Regions from separate parts of the Mus musculus genome. Here all the other regions are linked to region 5. The links are chromatin contacts, called in public Hi-C and promoter capture Hi-C maps. All regions are on one chromosome and are shown on one strand. The core of a region is the stretch at or near the end of the contact, and the rest is flanking DNA. Distances in the headings are between cores, read along the strand shown.

What was found. Promoter capture Hi-C pulls out the DNA fragments that hold promoters and counts their contacts. Hi-C and Micro-C count contacts between places; a contact is called where the count stands out from the background. Capture Hi-C pulls out chosen DNA fragments and counts their contacts.
Region 1: a Hi-C map of muscle stem cells shows a contact between it and region 5, with 2.2 times the contacts expected there. The contact joins the promoter of Arpc5l here to the promoter of Zbtb26 in region 5. A contact is called at or near these places in 6 of 39 promoter capture datasets (the 3T3-L1 cell line, embryonic stem cells, hippocampal neurons and 3 more), 6 of 484 Hi-C or Micro-C datasets (CD4 T cells, embryonic stem cells, liver and 3 more), 7 of 115 datasets of contacts at active chromatin or transcription factors (astrocytes, bone marrow-derived dendritic cells, extraembryonic endoderm stem cells and 4 more) and 3 of 9 other capture datasets (adipose tissue, macrophages and pancreatic islet).
Region 2: a contact with region 5 is called in a promoter capture Hi-C map of adipose tissue, with 9 times the contacts expected there. The contact joins the promoter of Ppp6c here to the promoter of Zbtb26 in region 5. A contact is called at or near these places in 3 of 39 promoter capture datasets (liver and pre-B cells), 1 of 484 Hi-C or Micro-C datasets (CD4 T cells), 3 of 115 datasets of contacts at active chromatin or transcription factors (differentiating embryonic stem cells, regulatory T cells and thymic regulatory T cells) and 2 of 9 other capture datasets (adipose tissue and liver).
Region 3: a contact with region 5 is called in a promoter capture Hi-C map of pre-B cells, with 5 times the contacts expected there. The contact joins the promoter of Ndufa8 here to the promoter of Zbtb26 in region 5. A contact is called at or near these places in 6 of 39 promoter capture datasets (the 3T3-L1 cell line, cranial neural crest, embryonic stem cells and 3 more) and 4 of 115 datasets of contacts at active chromatin or transcription factors (astrocytes, embryonic forebrain, epiblast stem cells and 1 more).
Region 4: a promoter capture Hi-C map of liver shows a contact between it and region 5, with 4 times the contacts expected there. The contact joins the enhancer-like site here to the promoter of Zbtb26 in region 5. A contact is called at or near these places in 10 of 39 promoter capture datasets (the 3T3-L1 cell line, 3T3-L1-derived adipocytes, the C10 cell line and 6 more), 1 of 115 datasets of contacts at active chromatin or transcription factors (large pre-B cells) and 1 of 9 other capture datasets (embryonic stem cells).
Region 6: a contact with region 5 is called in a promoter capture Hi-C map of pre-B cells, with 4 times the contacts expected there. The contact joins the promoter of Ttll11 here to the promoter of Zbtb26 in region 5. A contact is called at or near these places in 7 of 39 promoter capture datasets (the 3T3-L1 cell line, embryonic stem cells, hippocampal neurons and 3 more), 1 of 484 Hi-C or Micro-C datasets (CD4 T cells), 1 of 115 datasets of contacts at active chromatin or transcription factors (astrocytes) and 1 of 9 other capture datasets (embryonic stem cells).
Region 7: a promoter capture Hi-C map of pre-B cells shows a contact between it and region 5, with 14 times the contacts expected there. The contact joins the promoter of Psmb7 here to the promoter of Zbtb26 in region 5. A contact is called at or near these places in 13 of 39 promoter capture datasets (the 3T3-L1 cell line, the C10 cell line, HPC-7-derived erythroid cells and 8 more), 1 of 15 datasets of contacts at CTCF or cohesin (large pre-B cells), 7 of 115 datasets of contacts at active chromatin or transcription factors (astrocytes, bone marrow-derived dendritic cells, embryonic stem cells and 2 more) and 1 of 9 other capture datasets (liver).

Annotation. Positions count from the first base shown.
Region 1 is chr2:39,006,800-39,009,569 of GRCm38.p6, reverse strand. It overlaps Arpc5l (actin related protein 2/3 complex, subunit 5-like), which reads right to left and starts at 1,431. Exons shown (of 4, transcript NM_028809.1): 1 at 1,226-1,431. The coding sequence starts at 1,374.
Region 2 is chr2:39,224,734-39,227,727 of GRCm38.p6, reverse strand. Ppp6c (protein phosphatase 6, catalytic subunit) reads left to right here and starts at 1,379. Exons shown (of 7, transcript NM_024209.3): 1 at 1,379-1,561. The coding sequence starts at 1,487.
Region 3 is chr2:36,048,070-36,050,976 of GRCm38.p6, reverse strand. Ndufa8 (NADH:ubiquinone oxidoreductase subunit A8) reads left to right here and starts at 1,639. Exons shown (of 4, transcript NM_026703.3): 1 at 1,639-1,785. The coding sequence starts at 1,735. It overlaps Morn5 (MORN repeat containing 5), which reads right to left and starts at 1,504. Exons shown (of 5, transcript NM_029309.2): 1 at 1,402-1,504. The coding sequence starts at 1,448.
Region 4 is chr2:36,157,975-36,160,958 of GRCm38.p6, reverse strand. Mrrf (mitochondrial ribosome recycling factor) reads right to left here. Exons shown (of 7, transcript NM_026422.2): 5 at 1,269-1,360. Among named protein-coding and RNA genes, the nearest start is that of Rbm18, 23 kb to the right of the region's middle. Within about 2 kb of position 1,483, at least 8 of the 459 cell types and tissues checked have an H3K27ac peak or open chromatin away from gene starts, as enhancers often do. A contact at or near this core is called in liver, where this site is marked.
Region 5 is chr2:37,441,743-37,444,692 of GRCm38.p6, reverse strand. Zbtb26 (zinc finger and BTB domain containing 26) reads left to right here and starts at 1,521. Exons shown (of 2, transcript NM_199025.3): 1 at 1,521-2,006. It overlaps Rabgap1 (RAB GTPase activating protein 1), which reads right to left and starts at 1,408. Exons shown (of 26, transcript NM_146121.2): 1 at 1,237-1,408.
Region 6 is chr2:35,978,405-35,981,153 of GRCm38.p6, reverse strand. Ttll11 (tubulin tyrosine ligase-like family, member 11) reads left to right here and starts at 1,334. Exons shown (of 10, transcript NM_029774.3): 1 at 1,334-1,982. The coding sequence starts at 1,530.
Region 7 is chr2:38,642,407-38,645,200 of GRCm38.p6, reverse strand. Psmb7 (proteasome (prosome, macropain) subunit, beta type 7) reads left to right here and starts at 1,295. Exons shown (of 8, transcript NM_011187.1): 1 at 1,295-1,360; 2 at 1,750-1,843. The coding sequence starts at 1,299.

The sequences.
Region 1 (2,770 bases), core at 182-2,681, 1.6 Mb before region 5:
CAGATCCCAGTCTCTTCATCAATATAATTAGGATTCTGGCCCAAATGCATCGTTCTGGAGCCTTGTCAACAGTACCTGCACATAAACCAGTCAGTACCCTGCACCATTCTAAAAACCAATCTTCCCTCTAGGGGCCTTCTCATGACCCAATTTAACCATCAGAATGGTGCAGGAAATAAGTTTGAAATCTCCACATTTCAAAAACATATTCTTGTTCAGTCTAAAAGGGTTGTTTTCAAGATATATTAGAGGAGCACTATAGGACTCCTCCCAAAAGCGGTACACCTGACTTCCCAGGCTGAGTCAACTGATTAAACAGCCAGAACCTGATTTATATACAGCAAGAGCCTCCAACCCTACCCTGGCAAGTGCGGGGGAGGGGTACACACTTCCTGTCAAGCTATTTGAATAAAGAAAAAAAAAATCTTCCTGTGAGAATAAATCAGTTTCCTGTGGTGCTCAAACTGCTAAGAGACCAAGCCAGCTGTGACAATCACCTCTATTTTTACTCTTCTGTTCTAAATGCTTGTTTTCTGTGGCCACCAGCAGTCATTTTCAGTCGTGGGGAGCCACTTTTACATTTGACACTGTATGGTGTTTTTGAGCTCTGAATCACTAGCTTTTTCCACGCTTTCTGCACAAGGCGGTTAATGGCAGAGTCGCATTACTTGTTGAATGTACTTGGTCCATAAAGGCGCAAAACCCAACGTGCTGAGGAAAGTGGCGACAGGTGAGAAAAGGTAGCAGGCCATATCACACCTGAGGGCTGGACCTTAAAGCACACCTCCCCCACCTCCGCCCTCTAGTCAGTCTTCCTCCAACCATCCACCCACCTATTTTCACGCCGGGCTACAATCGGGCCCAAGAAAGCCAGTTAGACAAGCGCAGTAGGGCAGTGGCCCTGGCTGCTCAATGAATCCAAGGTGGTTCACCTCGGTCCCTCCTGAGGGCAGCACCTGGGAATGACCCCGCTTACTATAAGGAGGGATAAAGGGATACCAAGGCCGATGCACGGACACCCAGAAGGATGCGGAGCGCAGCAGAGCAGAGGGAGAGGAGCTCCAGGGCTGCGCTGCTGAGAAAGGCGTAAGGCCAACCACAGACCGGGAGAACCTGGGACTGACAGGAGCCGGGAGGGGCTGGGGTTGGGCGGAGGACCGGGAGACTGGGGCTGGGGTGATCAGGGTGCGAAGGCCGAGCCGGGCCGCCGCGCCGGGAAGGATATTGCCGCAGGAGCCCGTCTACCTCGCAGGGGTCGGGGCCTGGCTCGCCCGCCGCCGCCGCTGCCTCTTCGTGCTCGTCTACGAATTTGTTCTCGTCAAATTCGTCGATATCCACGCGGCGGAAGCGTGAGGACAGTGTGTTCCGGGCCATGGCGGGAGCGCGGCGGCCACTCAGCCGCCTAGGCTTCGCTCTTTCCCGGCTCCCCTCCGCACCGGCTCCGCTTGGGGGCGGGAAGCGGCCGCCAGGCACCGCCTCCCCTCCTCCGCGCGCAGCCGCCGTCGCCCGCCCACTTCCGGGATGCGCCGGAACCGGAAGCTCTTGTGGGCGGAACTGCGCCGTGGGATCGTGGAATGCTGATGAAGTGGTGTCAGGCGTTGCAGCCGTAACTCTGTCCTCTCCGAAGCCGGGCTGCTGGTATAGCCAGCGCTTCTGTCCGCTCCGGAGGAAGAAATCTTAGAGCTAAGGGATGGCAGGGAGTGACGCGCAGTGCCGGAGTCTCTTAAGCACTGACCCACAAGAGGACCCACTTTGTTAAAAGTAAACGGCTTTAAAGGCGTTGATGTGTAACCCAGGGGCTGGCAGGACGCTTGATAACATCCTTTCTTGAGGATGTAACGACTCCTGCGGGCGTTCCGAAAATTAAAGAGGATTCTGTGGCCACCTGTACTCCTGACTGAAGAGGCATATTTTAGGAGGCGAAAGCTGCAGAATCCCCAGGATTCTTTCTATTTCAGACGTAGGCTAAAATGAATCTTTTCTTGTAACTATATGAAAACTATTTAATAAAAAATATTAAAAAAAAAGAAAACTATTACATTTTAACCTAGTAGAACTCGAGCAAAAAAAATTAGGTGAGACATGGTTTTGCTCCTGCTACACATAGCGAGTAATGTGGCACATGCCTTATTCCAGCCCTTAGGAAGCAGTGGCAGGGGGTTCTTGTGAGTTCTAGATAGTTTTGACTACATAGTTCTAGATCAGCCAAGACTACAGAGTGAAACCCTGTCGGGAAATTTAAAAAAGAAAAAAAGTGCTATTCTTGGAGACCTGGGTTCAGTTCCCAGCATCCACATAGCAGCTCACAGTGCTCTGCGACTCCACCTCCAGGGAGATCCAGTCACCTCTGCCGGCACAGCACATACATGGTACATGTAAAATTTAAAAATGTAAGGGCTGTCTTAATTACATCAGGGATGGCAAAGTACAGTGCCTGTAAGTTTTTTGTCTTCAAAGATGGGGAATGTAATTGGGAATTCAAAAATATTGTGAATCCTGGGTTTAATCCTAGCACTACAAAAAATGTCCAGAAATATGATGTATATTTGTAACTCTAGTAGAATCCTGGTCATCTTTAGACTTCCATTTAAAACTAATCCACACTCGGTTCATTTCTCCTTATCCCATTTACAAAAGGCTTATTCATTCTATCCAACCAGTATCCCCATCCTGGGCCTGAAAAGCATTAAACCCTCAGAGACCTTCAAGACTGGCTCTGGAAACAGGCACACAAACACATGGCTTAACTCAGCTTGGTACTTAAGAGCAC
Region 2 (2,994 bases), core at 130-2,629, 1.8 Mb before region 5:
CTTCCACAAAAGCTCCAAATAAGCTTAGAAATGCATCAGATATCTTCCATACAACTTCCCACCTTCCCAACTTTGCTGTGTTTTTGTTGTTGTTGTGTTTTTTTTTTTTTTTTTGAGACAAGGTCTTCTGGTTGACCTGCAACATGCTACATAGACTAGGCTATCCTAGAACTCACAGTTATCCAGCTGCCTCATCACTGCTGTGGTCAAATATGTGGTACACTATGGTCAGGTTAATTCTGAATCCTGTGTCAACCCATCCTCCTTACTATGCTGGAATGTTTTCCTTAAATTATCACTTTCTAACATGCTCTGAGTAATTTATTATATTTGTCGGTTATCTCTAACAGAATTAAATTGCAAGTTGAGGACAGATTTTTTAATACATTATTTTTTATTATTTTATTTATTTTGACTGCAAATATATTTCTGTACCACATGCACACAGTGCCCAGAAGAAGGTGTCTGATCTCCCGTAACTGGACTTGAAAGCAGCCACGTAGATGCTAGTAATAGAACTTGGATCCTCTGGAAGAACAGCTAGTGCTCTTAACTAATGAGCACTCTTTCCAGCCCCAAGGATAGAGATTTTTGTCTATTGCAGCCATTGGTTATTCTAACTGCCTATAAGTGTATCTGTACTTTGTTGCTATTCAATATAGAGTTGTCAAATGGACCAATGTTAAAGCTATAGTAGGTGTCAAGAACTGTTCTTGGCACTGGGATACGACAAAAAAAAAAAAAAAACCTTTCCGGCCCCCTCCTGGAACTCACCGGATTAAGTCAGTAGCCTGTTTTTCAGTCTAGGATCCATCTTTTCTGTTTCCTTTGAGATTTTGGGGCAAATAACACATGCAAACTTTGCATTCTTACAGTCTTACAAGAATTGAACAGGAGAAAAAAAAAGTGCCAGTATTTGTACAGAATGTGGCATAAGAAATGCTTTATTGTTTGTTTCTTCCCCCACCCACCACCCACCCCACCCCCCAGCCAGAGAACCGGTGGTGTTAAGTTTGTTTCAAATGTTGTCTAGGCCAGGTCTTCAGTAGTCCTGGAAAGGCGGTAACAGTAACTCTTAACTTTAACTGAAGATACTTTACAGGGTAGGAGTGAGAGCCAGGGAATTCTTAGTTAACCACTTCATGGTCTTCCTTAGAAAAAGCCTCATTTGAGGTGAAGTCTGTTGCCAAGGATAGGAAAGGAAGAGCATTTTACTAAAACTACAAATCCCAGCACGCCCCGCGGCAGAGAGCTACGGGTCCCAGTAGGTTTTATCAAAAGGACCTCCGGGTTCTCTTGGAGATAGATCCGTGGCCCGGAATTCCGCCTGAGAGAGAGAGCGGAACGGGTCAGGCTTTTACGTCGCTTCGCAGACGCCACTCACGGATCGGACGTGACGTAAGGAGGGTTCCGGATTCGGCCTCCGCCGCTGCCTCCGCTACTACAGCCGCTGCCGCTGCTGTCGCCGCGGCTTGTTCTTCCTAAAATGGCGCCGCTGGATCTGGACAAGTATGTGGAGATAGCGCGGCAGTGCAAGTACCTTCCCGAGAACGACCTGAAGGTGAGCCGGGCCGGAGGCCGTCCAGCTTGCGAGGCAAGCCCCTTCCGGCTGCGGGGCTCCCGCCGGCCCGCCCTTCTCCCTCGGCGGGATCCCTACCGGGCGCCCGATCCTGGCGCGGCGGAGGGCGCTCCGCGGTGCGAGAGGACCGGGTCCGAGGCGGCGTGACGCGGAGAACCAGGGGAGCCCGGATCCCCCGAATGCTGTCCAGTTCTTTGAGGGGAGATCCCGGGGGATGTCACGATCCCCTGACCCTCACGGGACTCCGAGCTTAAAGACTCTCACTCTAACTCGCTCGGCCTCCCGGAGACGGAGCCGGGCCGAGCGGGTAGTGCTCCCGGGATGGGGTCCTCCCAGCAGAGGTAACAGGAGCCGCTGTCTGCTCCAGGGACGCGGCCGCGGTGTGTTTAAGTCCCTGAGAGGTGGAAGCCGGTGGGCGGGATCGATGCGACCATAATGGGAGAGAATGACAAGTCGCCTCAGCTTCACCACTCCCCTAAATTGCTTCTTAGGAGTGGTAGTTTTCTTCTGATGATTTGGATGTGGATCTCATTTCTTAGCCCGTTGTTGAGCTATTTAAGTGAATAAGCAGTTGCTTATCAATAAGTTCAAATGTTTTTATGACCTCTGAGCTGTTCCCCTGTAACTCAAGGTGTCGTTTTCTTGGTTTTCCAAAGGAGGTCTTACTCAGTTCAGGCTAAGTTAATGCAGTAAAGAAGTAAGCCGTTGGTGTACCACTGTTATCAACCGTATTTTGTTTCTGCAAAAACTAGTGCTTAGGACCACGTTGGTGTTTATCCGATGGTTGCTAATGTCTGTTTTATTCCGTTAACTTTGATTTGCTATGTAGTCAGTCACTCTCGATCATTTGAATTTTTTTTTCATGCTGTTTTTGTAATATTTTTAAGCCACAGGCTTAAAACAATTTTTTCAAGAAAAAAATTGCCTTTTTCCTAACGAATTTTATTTCTCTTGTGAAGATTTTGCTCTGTGTCTGTTTTCTTGTCTCATCTAGTACATGAAGTTTATATTTAAATCAGCCAACAAGTATGCAAAATGTTTAAGACCTCAAGTGTTGGTTGTGTGAAAGTACATAGCTTGTAACTTACATACTGACTGCCTGTGTTACATGATTGGTGTTCATATTCAGCCACCTGAATCAGGCATTTGCCTTGTCTTCCTGCTTGGTAATTTTGTTTTGTCTTGTTTTTGCTTTCTTCCTGAGATAAGATCTTAATATAGTTCTTGCTGGGGCTGGAGAGATATCTCAATGGTTAAGAGCACTTGGCTGCTCTTCCAGAGGACCTGGAAATTCTGTTCCCAGCAAGGGCATGATAGTTTGTAACATCCTGTCACTCCAGTTCCAAGGAATCTGATGCCCTCTTCTGGTCTTCATAGGCACCAGGTACACATGTGTTCCACAGACATGTGTGCAA
Region 3 (2,907 bases), core at 390-2,889, 1.4 Mb after region 5:
AATCAAAACAAACCTAAAATCAAGATGTGTGTGGGTTTTTCAATCTCTGTGCCCAAGCCCAATCCTTCACCTCCACCTGTCAAAACTTTCGCTGTAGGAACTTTTGCCTCATGAAAAGAAATGATATGGTTTAGACACAAAGCTGGGTAGAAATTCTCGACTCCCTCACTTAGCTGGGTTGTTTTGTTAAGTTCCACCATTTATTTGCAAGATCAGCCTGAACTGTCTCACTGTCATGAAAGGCATTGCACACCCAAGCATCTTTGCCACTTTCCAAAGGGTTAGACAAGGGTCTTGAGTCCTTTAAGGCTCCCTTTTACCCTTTAACCTTGAAGCTGAGATAATACCATCTCCCTTGCAAAGCTGACTGAAGATGTGGACAGCATCCCATTATATATATTACTGCCACTCTCTCTAAGAATCTGTCCCTGTGCTTGGCTAGACCACTACTCCTGCTTCCTCAAAACACCCTGCAGTTCCTCTAGCCTGTGCATACAGATCCTCCTTCATCTCTGCATCTCTACAGCCCCATGAAGTGCTTTATAGCCCAAACAACTATCGCTTATCTGTCCATTACCCACCCCCCCAGCATCGGCCTCTCCAGCTCTAAAAAATTTTCTGCTTTCTTCATCCAGAGCTGCTGGCAAGGCAAAGTGACCATCTCACATGTGGTCTGCCTCTCTTGACCACAGGGCTGACCTTGATTACTTGTCATAACTGTGTTACGCTTAACCGTCCCACTGTGTTTGCAGGGATTCTGACCAGGGTCAAATTCAAAATCTGGACACAGAGAAAAATCAGTATTTGCCGAATAGCACTTTCTTTTCTTTTTCTTTAATATTTATTAATTTATTATATCTAAGTACACTGTAGTTGTCTTCAGATATCCCAGAAGAGGGTATCAGATCTCATTACAGATGGTTGTGAGCCACCATGTGGTTGCTGGGATTTGAACTCAGGACCTGTGGGAGAGCAGTCAGTGCTCTTAACTGCTGAGCCATCTCTCCAGCTCTGAATACCATTTTCTAGTTTTCTTTGCCTGCATAATTTTTTAAATATTTATTTTTTAATGTGTATGTTTTGCTCTCATGTATATAATGTGTACCATGTGCATGCCTGGTGCCTACAGAAGCCAGAAGAGGAACTTTGGTTACAGATGGTCATGGGTGCAGGGGATACGCGCACGCGCTCGTACACACACACACACACACACACACACGAATGAATGAATGAAAGAATGAATGAGTGAATCCTACCTATGCGACTTATTAGGTATCTGTGCTTGAGCACTATAGTTGAACAAGTTTTTGAAAGCATTTGGCTGAGGGTCCTTGGCGGAGGCTTAAAAACAGTTGTCTTTCACTAGCCTGAAAGTGGAGACATGGACGAATGGGGGCTTACCTCCCGTTTATGTATTCCCCGAAATACTGGCTCCCGGTGTACTGCATGTTAACAGCTAGTGTCTAACAGACACCAACTTCAGCTGTCTTGGCGTCACTATGACAACCAGGAGATGTGGGCGGAGACCAGATGAAGCCCCGCCCCTCGGGACCGCTAGACTTCCTGGAATGGCTTACGCTTCGCCTCCTCCAGCGGCCCTAGAGCAGTGCGCTTGCGCGTCGCTGGAGACGCATGCGCAGATGGTACCGGGCAGTCTTGGCCAGCCAAAGGGGACTTGAAGGAGACGGGCGACACGGCCGAGGGCACCTGGTCAGGGTCGCGGCTACCGCCGTCATGCCGGGGATAGTGGAGCTGCCAACTCTGGAAGAGCTGAAAGTGGAGGAGGTGAGGCTCTTCCTGAGGGCAGGCGGGAAGCCTGGGATTGCAGCTTTCAGGCGGGCCCAGGCACGGTTCCGGCCTCTGCGACCTGCATGGTCACATCTCGCCTTGGCTCCAGCCATTCCTGTGCGCACTGCGACCGGCCTCTCTTCTTGTGAATCGGGTGATACTTTCCATTAGCATCACCTAGCCCCTTGCTCTCCCTCCCGGTGAGGCGAGCCTGCCTCCTCTTGGTGCTCACCTTCCCCTTCCAAGTCTGTCAAAATCTCGGTGCAGAGCAGGCCTGGGTGCCGCGGCAGCACACAGTACGTGTTGGACAGTGAGTCTGGCATGGGCCAGGGTGTTTTGGTAATGGGACACAAGTAAAGCATTTACTTCTTCGAGAGACATTTAAGTATTTGTTATGTGCACGTGCAATGGGAAGTAAGAGACAGTGCCCAGCTCTTATAGTTTATAGTTTTATAAAGAGACAGATAAAGAGGCTGTACAGCACAGTGCATGGCTCTGTGAAACGTGAAGTAAAAGTGGTGTGCTATTGTAACTATCACAAACATGATCACTCCATTTCTAAAGGCCGGGCTGCTAATTGGAACACAAAGTAAGGTAGGGTATAACTGGTTTCCCTTGTAGACCAGAAATAGGCCCCAAGAGTAGAAGCGATTTGCCCAAGGTCACATAGACAGTGTATGGAAGACTTGTAACAGGAACCCAGATCTTTTCTGAAACCCAGCCTGTTAAATCTTTCAGCCAAAGTGCAACAGAGTGAGGAAGGACTTGTAGAACCGTGTTGTCGAGGAAGCTGAGAGCTGTCTGATGTCAGCCTACTGTTAGATTAGCGGTGCTAAGCCTCTAGAGAAGTCACTGACGAGGCGGGAACAGTTTGGACTTTATACTGTGAGACAGAGGGAAAAGATGGCTGTGTTGTCATGGCAGGCACTGTGTTGAATGTTCTCCTATACGACTTCACGTAGGCTCTCACAAACCTGTGAGGATGGCAACTTGGTATTTTCCTCAGATGAAGAAATTGTTAGCATATTTATATGAAATTGACTTAGAGGCGAGAGAAAGGATTTTCCTATCAGCCAGTCTTTTATTCTTATCCCACCGTGTAACTGGTCAAACATGAGT
Region 4 (2,984 bases), core at 234-2,733, 1.3 Mb after region 5:
TCTGCTGTGTAACCATGGCTCATGTTTCACCTGGATTGCTGTAACTTTGATTGTTGACTGTTCTTTTTATCTCTACTCTGTCTCATAAATTCCATATGTTAATTAGCAATGAGAGAGACACCCACAAAGCTCTGTAAGATCATCAATCCATGGCCTTAACCCATCCAACGGCTTCTCCTCACCATTAGAAGAAATCCCGATTCCTTCCATGGCCTTGAACCGCCCATCGGTACTTGTCCAAACCCTGCTCTCACTAACCTTTCTTTGAGCTTCAGGCACACCAGATTTTCTATTACTCAAACATGTCACCATCCTGTCAGTTCTTTCAAGAAAGAGTTACATTGTGTAGATCAGACTGGCCTTAAACTTCTGACTCTCCTGACCCCACTTCCCAAGTATTATCTTTTCTTTTTAAAAATATTTTTAATTTATTATTGGTGGGGAGGGGTTGCTGCCACAGCCCACACGTGAGGCCAAAACAACTCTGTAGAGTCAGTTGCTTCTTTCCACCTTTATGTGGGCTCAGGGACTGGAGTCAGCCTATCAGGCTTCTATGGCAACGGTTTGTTTTTAACCCACTGAACCATCTCATCAGCCCTGTCTTCTCTTTTCAATTTTAGGAACAAAGATCTATTTTTATTCATTTAAAACCCCATTAAGAAACAAAACAAAAAACCATGACTTTGGATCTATGCCTTTAATTCTTCAATTACCAAAGACTAATGTAAAAATAATTCGATAGGGATTATGGGGTTAGAGTTGACAAGTGTCAAGTTGCTTTGTGATCTGAGGCCTTTGCTTGCCACTCATCTTTCCTGGACTGTTTCCCCTAGGCTGATGATTCTGCCTCCTCAGCAGGCTCTCAGCAGAAGCATTAGCTCCTTACAGAATCCCCACACACTAAAACTGCCCTGTCCTCTAACTCTCCCACCACTCGCCCTCACTTGAATACCAATGCCTTTTATCTCCTCCTAGAATTTACTTCACGTGAGCTGTGATGACTCTGTGTGCTAACTTGTCCTAACTTTCCTGCCAGAAAGTGTGAGGACAAGGGGTTCTGAAATTCACTGCTGTAGACCAAGCATCTAGCACACATAGGTATTCGGTAAACAAGACTGTACCAGCAAACTGATCTTATAGCACAGCCAGAGTAAAAGACGCAGGTAAGTGAGCCACATCATTGGCCCAAGAATGCTGCAGGGCACTGGTTTCCATCCAAGGGCAACTACCCCACACCACTGGAATACGTGGATTTCAGCCAAACTTACTTAGGAATGGGTACCCGAATTAGTGTTCCTTCCACTTCTGGGTTCAGATTCATTCCACTTTCTCTTATAGCCTTGATAGCTGCAGCTGTACACTGAAAACCAGATCAAAAGGTAAACAGAATTAGTAAATAATTATTACCAGATGCAAGCCCTCTGTCGATAACTGGCAACCCATCTTGGCAGAACATGGAAACATTTAGTTCTGTTACCAGTAAGATCAGGAAGTTACACTGGTGTAGAGTGCTTTGATCAAGCTGAATAGCAAACTATGTCCACTCCTGGTACCAGTGTATTGCGGAAGGAAAAAAGAAAGAGTAGAAAAAAGAAAAAGAAAACAGCTCTGCTTCTTTGAAAAGATTTCAATGGTTTGAGGCAACACAGATCAAAACCACAATAAATTCTCAAGGGAGGAGGGCTGGTCTGTGCAAAGATCGGTGCAAAGACAGATGAAAGATTTCATACGTTAAAAAATCCAGTTGACATTTTACACTCAAAATATACCAGTGCCAATGTGGAATGAGTAAATAAATTTAACTCGTTCACATCTACACTCAATACCAAGCTTACACACACTTCAGCATAAGCAATAAACCTCCAATGGTATGCACAGCAAAAAGGGGAGAATGGCAGAAGAGTCAAAGCACGATCTTGGAGTCAGAAAAGCTTCAGTTTATATCCAGCTCTGGGACCAGGATCCCTGCGAGGTATATTTGATCATTCACAATCAGAGATGATGAGGTACCGGGACATCACTAAGACAGTGAGTGAGCTAAAGCACCTTACTCAGTGATTGGCACTGTTAACATTCAGTAAGAGCTGTTAGTGTGTGAATAAACTGTGTCCGTGTACTGAGCACAAGTTAATGGCAGAGTCAATGGAAGCATTACACTGAAACACTATCACCCTAACACCCTTCAGGAGCCCCTCTGACAGGCCCCCTCCCTGGTACAGAGTCCCTAACACTCAGCCTCACCTTGTAGCAATCCTAAAAGCAACAGAAAGTGGGTGGAAGACAACAAACTCACAAGAACAAGGCTTCTGACATACTCAAAAGTATTTCAGGTTTTTCCAGAGCAGATCATGCCATGCCACTGGAATTCAAGGCCAATCCCTGTCTTTGAGTTCCTCTCCAGCTCTTATGTCTGAAAGGCACGGAGGGTGGCACACACCAATTTTATTTCTCCAAGCATCTCACTGTTAATGTTTTAGAGGAGGTATCTAAAAAACTTCCATTCCATCTTTAAATAACCTTAATTCTATACCTGTATGAGGTCAAAATGTCAAACTAGAATATCCACACCCAGGTGTGAAGAATCTAAAGCTTTAAAATGGCATTTCTGGCATAGACTCTCAGGTTGGAAAGGGAGCTGTGATATAACCAAGCACCAGCTGTTGACTGTGAACAAGTGGCCTACAGGGTAAAGCCAAATCCTTTAGAACAGACAGCATTCTCTGACAACCCAAGAAACAGGCAATAAAGACACGACCTATCAAACGTCAGTTCCTCTCAGGGGTAAGGAGAAGCTGAACTGCACTTAGCCCACTGCTGTTACTTTGTCTTTGCTATAAAGACCCTCAAGCTCGTATACTCAGTCACCATTACATGAGGAACAGACTATGAACACTACAGACCTATGTGGAGCTGAAGAGACGGCTCAGCACTTACCAACACTTACTGCTTTTGCAGAGGAGCTAAGTTTGTTTCTTGGCACCCAC
Region 5 (2,950 bases), core at 272-2,771:
TGCTGGGATTAAAGGCGTGCACCACCATGCCCGGCTAAAAGCAGTGCTTTTTTTAAATGTATTTTTTAGACACTAGCAATAAGCACTATGAAAATTGAGGCAGACCCTGATAAAAATGTGTGAATGAACCAAGAATGCAGAAAACTAAGAAGACATTTCTGAAAATAATTTATATAAAAGGCCTGAAGAGGCACCTTGTGTTTATGGGCAAGAAGACATAAAATAATAATAATAATAATAATACTATTCAAAGCAACCTACAGATTTACAAAAACGGAAAAAAAAAAAAAACGTTCCAAAAGCCGTTTCCCAAGAAATGGTAGTCAATCCTCAAATCAATACAAAAGTATGGCTGAAGATGTAGCTCAGTAATACAGTATTTGCGTATCATGAAAAGTCCTAGGTCCAGTTCCTGATACTAAATTCAGATGGAAGTGAAAAACATCTCGAAGAACCAAAACAGTCTTGAATAAAGATGGAGCACTCACAGTAAATGCCAAACTGCCTGCAAAGTTACGATTATTAAAGCAGTATGGTACTAGCACAAGAATAAACATAGACCACCGTACTCTAGACAGCCCAATAAGAAACTCTCATAAAGCGAACTGATTTCCAAAAAGTCCACTCAATGGGCAAAAAGTTCACCTTTTCAACAGATATTACGGAAAATGGATATCCACAAAATAATACAAGGAGTTAATGCGGGAATAGCTAGCAGTGGTTATACAACATTGTACAAAGCCACTTAGCTTTAAGCTTGGAAAAAGATTAAATTGATAATTATTTCTGTTTCCTATAATAACACCACCAAACGGTAAATAAAACAAATGTAGAGAAAGCAATAACTAAGTGGATGGGCAAAGTAAAGGGAATTCAGAATGATTTCCAGATTTTCTCTTTGGGAAGAGGCCCTGTATGATTGTTTCACCAAACAAGAACTATAGCTAGGTAGGCCTGGGCATGAACTTGTTACGAAAAAGGCACACTAAACACTGGACAACAGGAAATCGGTCTAAGTGGCTGGCTCCAGTGCTCAAGAGAGGTATTCAGGTTAACCACAGATTTGTGAACGGCTAGGGTAACCAAAGATAAGGAAGGCAAGAGATTGACCTGGGAACATAAAAGGAAGATTTCCTAAGAAACACCAGTATCCACAAGGGACGGGACCCAACAACAGCTTTCTGCATTCCAGGCTCCCACGCAGCGAGTCCACATCCCTGGGCGGGAGGGACTTACCACGGCTTGTTCGCAGACAGGCTGCTCAGGCCCATGCAGGCAACGGTCAGCGGGAGCACTTCGTGACTGCAGCCGCGAAGAAGAGAGCTCGGGCCCGCCTTCTACCGAAGAACCACAAGCAGCAGAGCTCACGAAGCCGACCCTCCGCAGCCCGATTCCCTGGCCTCGCCCCGCCCACAACGCGGAAAGTCCCTCTCAGGGGCCCGTCGTCCTCCGAGCATTCCGATTGGCGGAGATGACCATGGGACCTGGAAGTTGTCTTTGTCCGGCCAGGGCTGCCCTTCCGGTTCCGTTGGGTCCCCCTTTGGCTCAGGTTGCCTGCCCCTCCCCCTTCCCGGAGCCCCGAGGGGCCGCAGCTCCTGGTTTTGCCAGATGTAGATGGCGACCTTCCCCCCGGGTCTGTAAGTTCGGAGGCCACCCGAGAGCCGGGCTAGGGTGCGGGGTCTCTGGAAATGGAGCCCCCGTGGGGACCTGGATCGGCCGCAACCTGCCCTGGGATGGGAGCCAAGGAGCTGGTCTAGGCCCCCAGACTTTTGAGCCATTGGACTGGCCCATGCTGCATCCCACTTTCTTCCCCTTCCCGAATCTGCAGTGGGGAATCTCAGGATGCCCCAGGGACCGCTTCCTGAGACCCTCTATATAGGGCCCTGTAGCTGGCCAGGAAGCCAGACTCTGGCATTTTGTAAAAAGTGCTGCAGTTGAGGCCGGCAGAAAACTGAACGGCGGGAGCTAGCCAAGGCAAGGCCTTCAGTGCCAACCGCGAGTCTACTGTAAGTGCCAGGTTTTGATGGGTTTTACCCTTGCTCAACCGCGGATTACAGCACCTTTTGAATTACTGGTGTTATGCCATTCAATAGAGGTTCATCAAATATCCAGTGTTCATCTCCAGTTTGGAAGCGACATTTATAAGCAAATTGATGTTCGTAAGAGGGTGGAGGGTATGCAATATGTTACTTTAATCAACTGCTCTAAGGACAGTTGCTGGGAAGCCTGTAGAAGAGAGTGGCCTCTAAATCCTACTTCTTGATAAAGAGAACTCGTGAAATTACTTTTTCCAAAAAAAGAAAAGTTGTAGTGGTACTGAGACGTTACAGACTATGAGAAAAAGGAATAGGGACAGGGAGGTTGTGTACATAAGAGTTTGAGTTGGAGAAGTAAAGTGAAATCCAAATAGTGAAAAGTTTAACCAACACTAAATGAGATGAATTATCTTTTTGAAGCTCTTTGAGCAGGAAACTGATATGGTCAGATTTGTACTACAGAAAGTAATTTTGTTCTCTGGGAAGCCTGTAGAATAGAAATAGCTGACTCTGGGTTCTCTTAGCTAAAGTCTAGGTACTTATATTTGAGATTATTTTGAAAAGGTGATGACGTCCTGGTGAGATGCATTAAAATCTAAAGTAGAGTTACGGTATTGTTACAAGAAAGGAGGCAAGTGCTAATGTGTCATAGATAATTATACGCTGAAAGAGAAGAAAAAGTAAGTCTTAGAATTTAAGCAGTTGACATTTGAAGAATAGCAATGCCATAATCAGAAATAAAACCACAAAGAATTACAAATTCAGTTTTTGAGTTTGAATTTATGTCTAAAGGGATAGTGACATACAGCTGCCCAGTGTAGGAGCTGGGGACACAGATATGGAGATGAGCCTCAGCGTCATAGCATGTAGACCATAAGAAGATCTGGCATCCTAGAGGGTGCACTGAGAAAGAA
Region 6 (2,749 bases), core at 85-2,584, 1.5 Mb after region 5:
ACTCACTGAAGTGCAACCACGGCCACTGGTCAGTCCAGGCTGCTGTTACGACTTTCTAACCCCATTTTCTGAAACTTTCAAGTTAACCCAAATGTGGCTCCCTCAGGCAGGAGAGGACCCTCTTCTAGATCAACTCTACATTTTTATGCCTACCTTAGTTGGGTATAGGAGTTCATCACTCAGGAGGCAGAGGCAGGCAGAACTTTGTGAGTTTGATACCAAGTGGTCTATATAGTGAGTTTCAGGACAGCCAGGCCTGCTAAAGAGACCATCTTAACAACAACAAAGTATGGCAGCCATGAAAAACTGAAAGGAGGGGCTCAAAGAAATACTTGTACATGAATGTTAATGGCACTATTAGTCACAAGAGTCAAGGGATTAAAATAACCAAAAAGTCCGCAGAAAGGTCTATGGAAGAATAATTGTGCACGCACACATAGAATATTTGTAAGCTTTATGATGGAGTAAAATTCTGACACCCACTATGATGAAAAACAAAAACAAAAACCTTGTGAAGCCAAATAAGATAAAAACAAGAGGTACCCCAGTAGTTAGATTCAAGGGGGAAATAGACTTGTGGTGACCAGGGCTGTGGGGTGGGAATCCCAGGAGTTAGTTTATGGGTATGCTTTCAATATGAAAAGTTCTGAAGATGAATGGTAGAGATGGTTTGCACCACAGTATGAATGCACTGAATGCCACTGAAGAGTGAATTAAAAATAGATTAAATGAGGGCTGGAGATGAAGGCTCATCTGCCATTCATTTCCTGGAACCACGCAGCAGGTCACATCAGGGAATCTGATGCTCTCTTCTGGCCTCCTTCTCCACCAGGAACATGCATAGTACACATACATACATGTAGGCAAAATTATACACACCACACACATAATAAATTTAAAAATAATTAGTACGTTTTGTTATATGTTTTTATTGTAATAAAAAGTGTTGCCCTCTACAAGTCTAGGAATCTGAAGGGCTTCTCCATCTCATGGGAGAGACCTGAAAACCGACAAAGGTGGCCTCCAGCCTCAGTCTGAGGCTCACAGAAAAGGAGTCGATGAATGTAGTAGGACTGGGGAAACTAAGTCTCGTGTTTGAGGAAGATGCCGCTCTTCCCAAGTCCTTCCCTTTCCAAGCTCGGGAGCGAGACAGGAGCGCAACCTCTTTTACCCTCAGCCCCACTATAAATCATTCCTAGCCAGTCCCTGAGTGCTCAGAAACTCTGCATGTGTGACAAGCTGCCCTCTTCCAAGATGGCTATCGCCACCTCTGTGACAGGCCTGGTCACGTGGACGCGCTCGCTTGTGAGGTCGCCGGGCCCGGCAGGCGATTGTCCCTTGCGGGGCCCCGTCCCGAGGCGGCGACTATCCCTGTCAACCGGGGCCTGAGAGATCATGGCAACGGGCTCGGGCGGGGAGCGCGTGGCGGCGGCGGCGGCGGCGACGGCGGCGGCAGTTTGGTCGCGGGCCGGGACGGCGGAGCAGCGGCGGCGGCGGTGGCTGTGGCGCCGGCACCGGCCCTGAGCGTCATGCGGCGCAGCAGCCCGGAGAAGAAGCCGGAGGCTGAGTGGGAGGCGGACGCGGCGGCGGCGGCGGCGGCGACAGCAGCGGCGACCGAGTCGCTACCGGCGGAGACTGAGAAGCAGCAGGGCGTGGACGCTGGCGCGGCCGGGGATCCAGAGCGCCTGGAGCTGGAGGAGCAGCCCAAGGACGTGGGCCGGATCCCGACCCCGACGCGACGCCACGCGCCCGAGGAAGGAGAGGCCCGCGTCGTCCGGCGGCTGCCACCAGCGCTGCCCCTGGCCCAGCCGAGGCCGGCGGCGCGGGCCCTGAGCCAGCTCGTGAAGGCACGGGGCCGGAGCCGGAGCCGGGTCTACCGGCGGAGCGCAGGCTCGATGCGGCCGGTCACCGTGGACAGCTCCAAGGCCCGCACCTCCCTGGACGCGCTCAAGATCAGTCTTCGCCAGCTCAGGTGGAAGGAGGTGAGGCCCGCCGGCCCGGCGCGTGGGCACAGGGGGGTCGTCCCGAGGCCTGGCCCCCGGAGCCACTTCCCAGGTCAGGTCAGCCCGTCTCTGCTCTGCTCCCCTACAGCTTTTCTTATGTCTGCAGCCCTGGCCTCGTCAAGCTGTAGATCCTGGTTTATCCGTCCTGTCTTCTCCTCTGTTGGCCCCGGGGCCAGGGGCCACCTTTCACTTTCTGCATTTCAGTGATATTTAAAGTTTAGTAAACTTTCATGCTTAGAGTGCCACTCTTGGGCCAGGTTTGTGCTCGCCAGCGCCTCACTACACTCTTCAACTTAGCTGTGCGACCTTGAGCAAGCTACTTTTCTTCTTTTGGTCCCGTTTACCTCGGTAAAGGGAAGCCGGTTCGTTCCGGTTTGGAGCATAGTGCCTAGTGCTTGCACAAGGTTTCAGCAAATGACAACCTACTTTCATCACGATCTTTTACCACCACCACCATCACCACCACCGCAGACACTGATTGGGGGATGTAGCAGGTGACAGTAAGTGGGGGTGAAAGCATGTGTGAGCAGATGAATCACCCTTGAATTCATTTCAGACCTTTTAAGGGACGGGGTGGGACAAAAGCACCAACGAATCCGAGAGGTTTCTATTTTCATTGGCTGAGTAAATAAAGCCAGCTGACTTTATTTACAGCATAGAAACCATTGGTCCACTAAAGATTCCGTGCGCAGAGAGCATGAGGGCTCAGGCTCTGAACTTTGTGCTAAGTGTGGTACAAGTGGTTT
Region 7 (2,794 bases), core at 46-2,545, 1.2 Mb before region 5:
TCACTTATTGCCTAAATAAGTTTAAAAATATTTTCCTGACTTCCGCAGCAAGCCTCACATTTCCATCAGTAGAAGATTTTCTTAAAATTACATAACACTGCACTCATAGTGCTGGGTAACATTATGAATTCTGTGCCCATAAACAATCCAGTGCCTCTCCTTCAGCCTTAACAACTACTGATTCACTTTATGCTTCTGCAGATTTGCCTATTTTGAGATACTTCATACAAATGGAACTCTCTAAGGCTGGGGAGATGGCCCAGAGGGAAGATGACTGAAAGAGTAAAGTGGAGAGTGGTGGAGGACTCCCAACATTAACCATACACCCACATGTACCCACAGGCATGTGAACATGATTACCACATGAATGTATAGTATATCACATGTGAATGTAATTATACAATGTGGTTCTTCTTCTCCATGCCTAGTCTCTTTATATTTAGCAAATTGTTTTCCAGGGTCACCCCTGATTTAGTAGGTATCACATTCCCTTCCCTTTTACGGCCTAATACTGTTTCACTGTGCTGATATTCCACATTTTGTTTACTCATTCATCCGTCAATGGGCATTTGTGTTGTTTCCCGATTTGCCTGTTAGGTACCTGGTTGCTATGCTCATTTGCCTAGAAGCATCTGTGAACTTAGCTTTCCAGTTCTTCTGGGTAGGTATGACAGTGATAATTTTGGTTTAAGATCCAGTTCGTTTTCCGGAGCAGATGACCGTTTTATATTCCCACCTGTCACAGAGAGTTTTTCTCTGTCCAACTCCAGTCATTGTAGTGGGTCCAAAGCAGTGTCTCACTGGGGGCTTGGGGTTGCCTTGTCCTCGTGACTCAGGGCACGAAACGTCTTTCCATGTGTCTGTTTGCCTTTCTGAGGAAGGTGAAAGCTCCGTTACACACTAACAGTAGGAAATAAGGGAGTTGAAAGGGATTTGCTCAGCGGCTTTGCCTGGACCTGGGGTGTGTGGATGTCCCTGATACACGCCGGATTCTAGTTTAACCGCAGAAACAGATCTGGTCTGAGCGTCAGGAGATTTGGTTATTGGGGGAATTTTATTATCTGATTTAACAAATTCCATCCCTTCGGCTGATCGTCAGTTTCCCCTTCCCAGGACTTGAGGCAAAACTACTTCAAAGACCCAAGCCTCTCTAGGAAGTGAGAACTCAAGAACTCTATGTCCAAGAGCGCCAGTTCGAAGTTTGCCCCGCCCTCTCGTCCCGGTCTCTCGCGGCGCCGGAAGTGCTAAGTTCTTTTTTTGTCGCTCCGCCCTCGGCCCGGAAACACTTTCTTGGCAAGATGGCGGCTGTGTCGGTGTTTCAGCCACCGGTCGGAGGCTTTTCTTTTGATAATTGTCGCAGGTGTGTTCATGCCCGGGGGCGCGATCGGGACCCGAGTGGGAACTCTGTACGCCGGATCGGAACTGGGCTGCGGCCGGGGTCGGGGGCGTGAGGCGAGCGTGGGGATGGTGCCCGCGGCCGTGTGACTCAGGGAATCGGGCCCCAGCGCGGGCTGCTTCTGAGGCCGGCGCGGCCCTCTCCCCTTGCCAGTGTGTAAGGATTTGGACTTTCCTGTGGCTTTGGAGGGATTGGGTCACCGCCCCGATCTGTAATTCCTCGCCGATGGTGCTAATAATGGGAGAATCCAGTGATCACACTGGGGTGGAAGAAAATTGAGTTCCTTCCTAAGCACCCACTCTTCTCGCCAGTGGTCTTGTCCTCTAACACTTGATTTCTGTGCCTTCCCTTAGGAATGCTGTCTTGGAAGCGGATTTCGCAAAAAAGGGGTTCAAGCTCCCGAAAGCTCGGAAAACTGGCACTACCATCGCGGGGGTGGTGTATAAGGTAAGCCTAGACAGGCCGACCGTAGCGGTAACTGACCTATTAACCGTAGTTAGACCACTTGGACTCAAGCTTCCAGCTAGAACTGTCAGAGTGCATCATGAGAATCGGCTTTTATTAGGGAATGCCTTGATCAAGAGGTTTTACATGTTAAATAGTTTGTATTTACTCATTTTGAAGTTTTACACATGAGGGCAATTTGGCTTTTCCTAAGGTACTCTAGGAAGCAGGATGCTACAATGGGAAAGCACAGAATTTGGGATTAATTGGTTTGTTTAGATGTTTAATGCTTCCATACTGTTTCTAGTGAACTACTTGGGCAGTTTAGTCCCCCCCCCCCCCCCCCCCTTTGAGACAGGGTCTCATTATATAGCCCCGATTGTTGTAGATCAGGCTGCTTTAAACTAGAAATTTACCTGCTTCTGCCTCCACAACGTTGGGAGAGCCACTCTGCCCTCAGCCTTTTTTTTTTTTTTTTACAGAGTTAAATCTCTATCCATCAAATGGAGATAAATCCTGAAATAAACTGTAAAGATAATAAAGGCTAGCGATTAATGTTGTTAGTGGGGTGAAGAGAGTCACATTTCAAAAACTAATAGAGGTGACTGTTTCCTAAATTTTCTCTGTGTATGTGCTTGTACATATGCTATGGGACAAGTGTAGAGGTCAGAGAACAACTTGGTGGAGTCCATTCTGAGCTTCATGTGGCTTCTTACAATGGAATTCAGTTTTCCAGGCTTGCCCGACTAGTGTATTGTACTTGCTGACCTATTTTGTTGGAAATATTTTGTTGGAAAGATTGTGGGTCTTCATTCCACATTTTTTCTTTCCAGTTTAGCTCTGTGATTTAAAAGGAATTTACTGAATCGTTGCGCCTTGATTGAAGATGGAAATGAGTCTTAATCACCTCAAGAATTAGCCATTGACATTTATTAAGGATGTACTAATAATGTA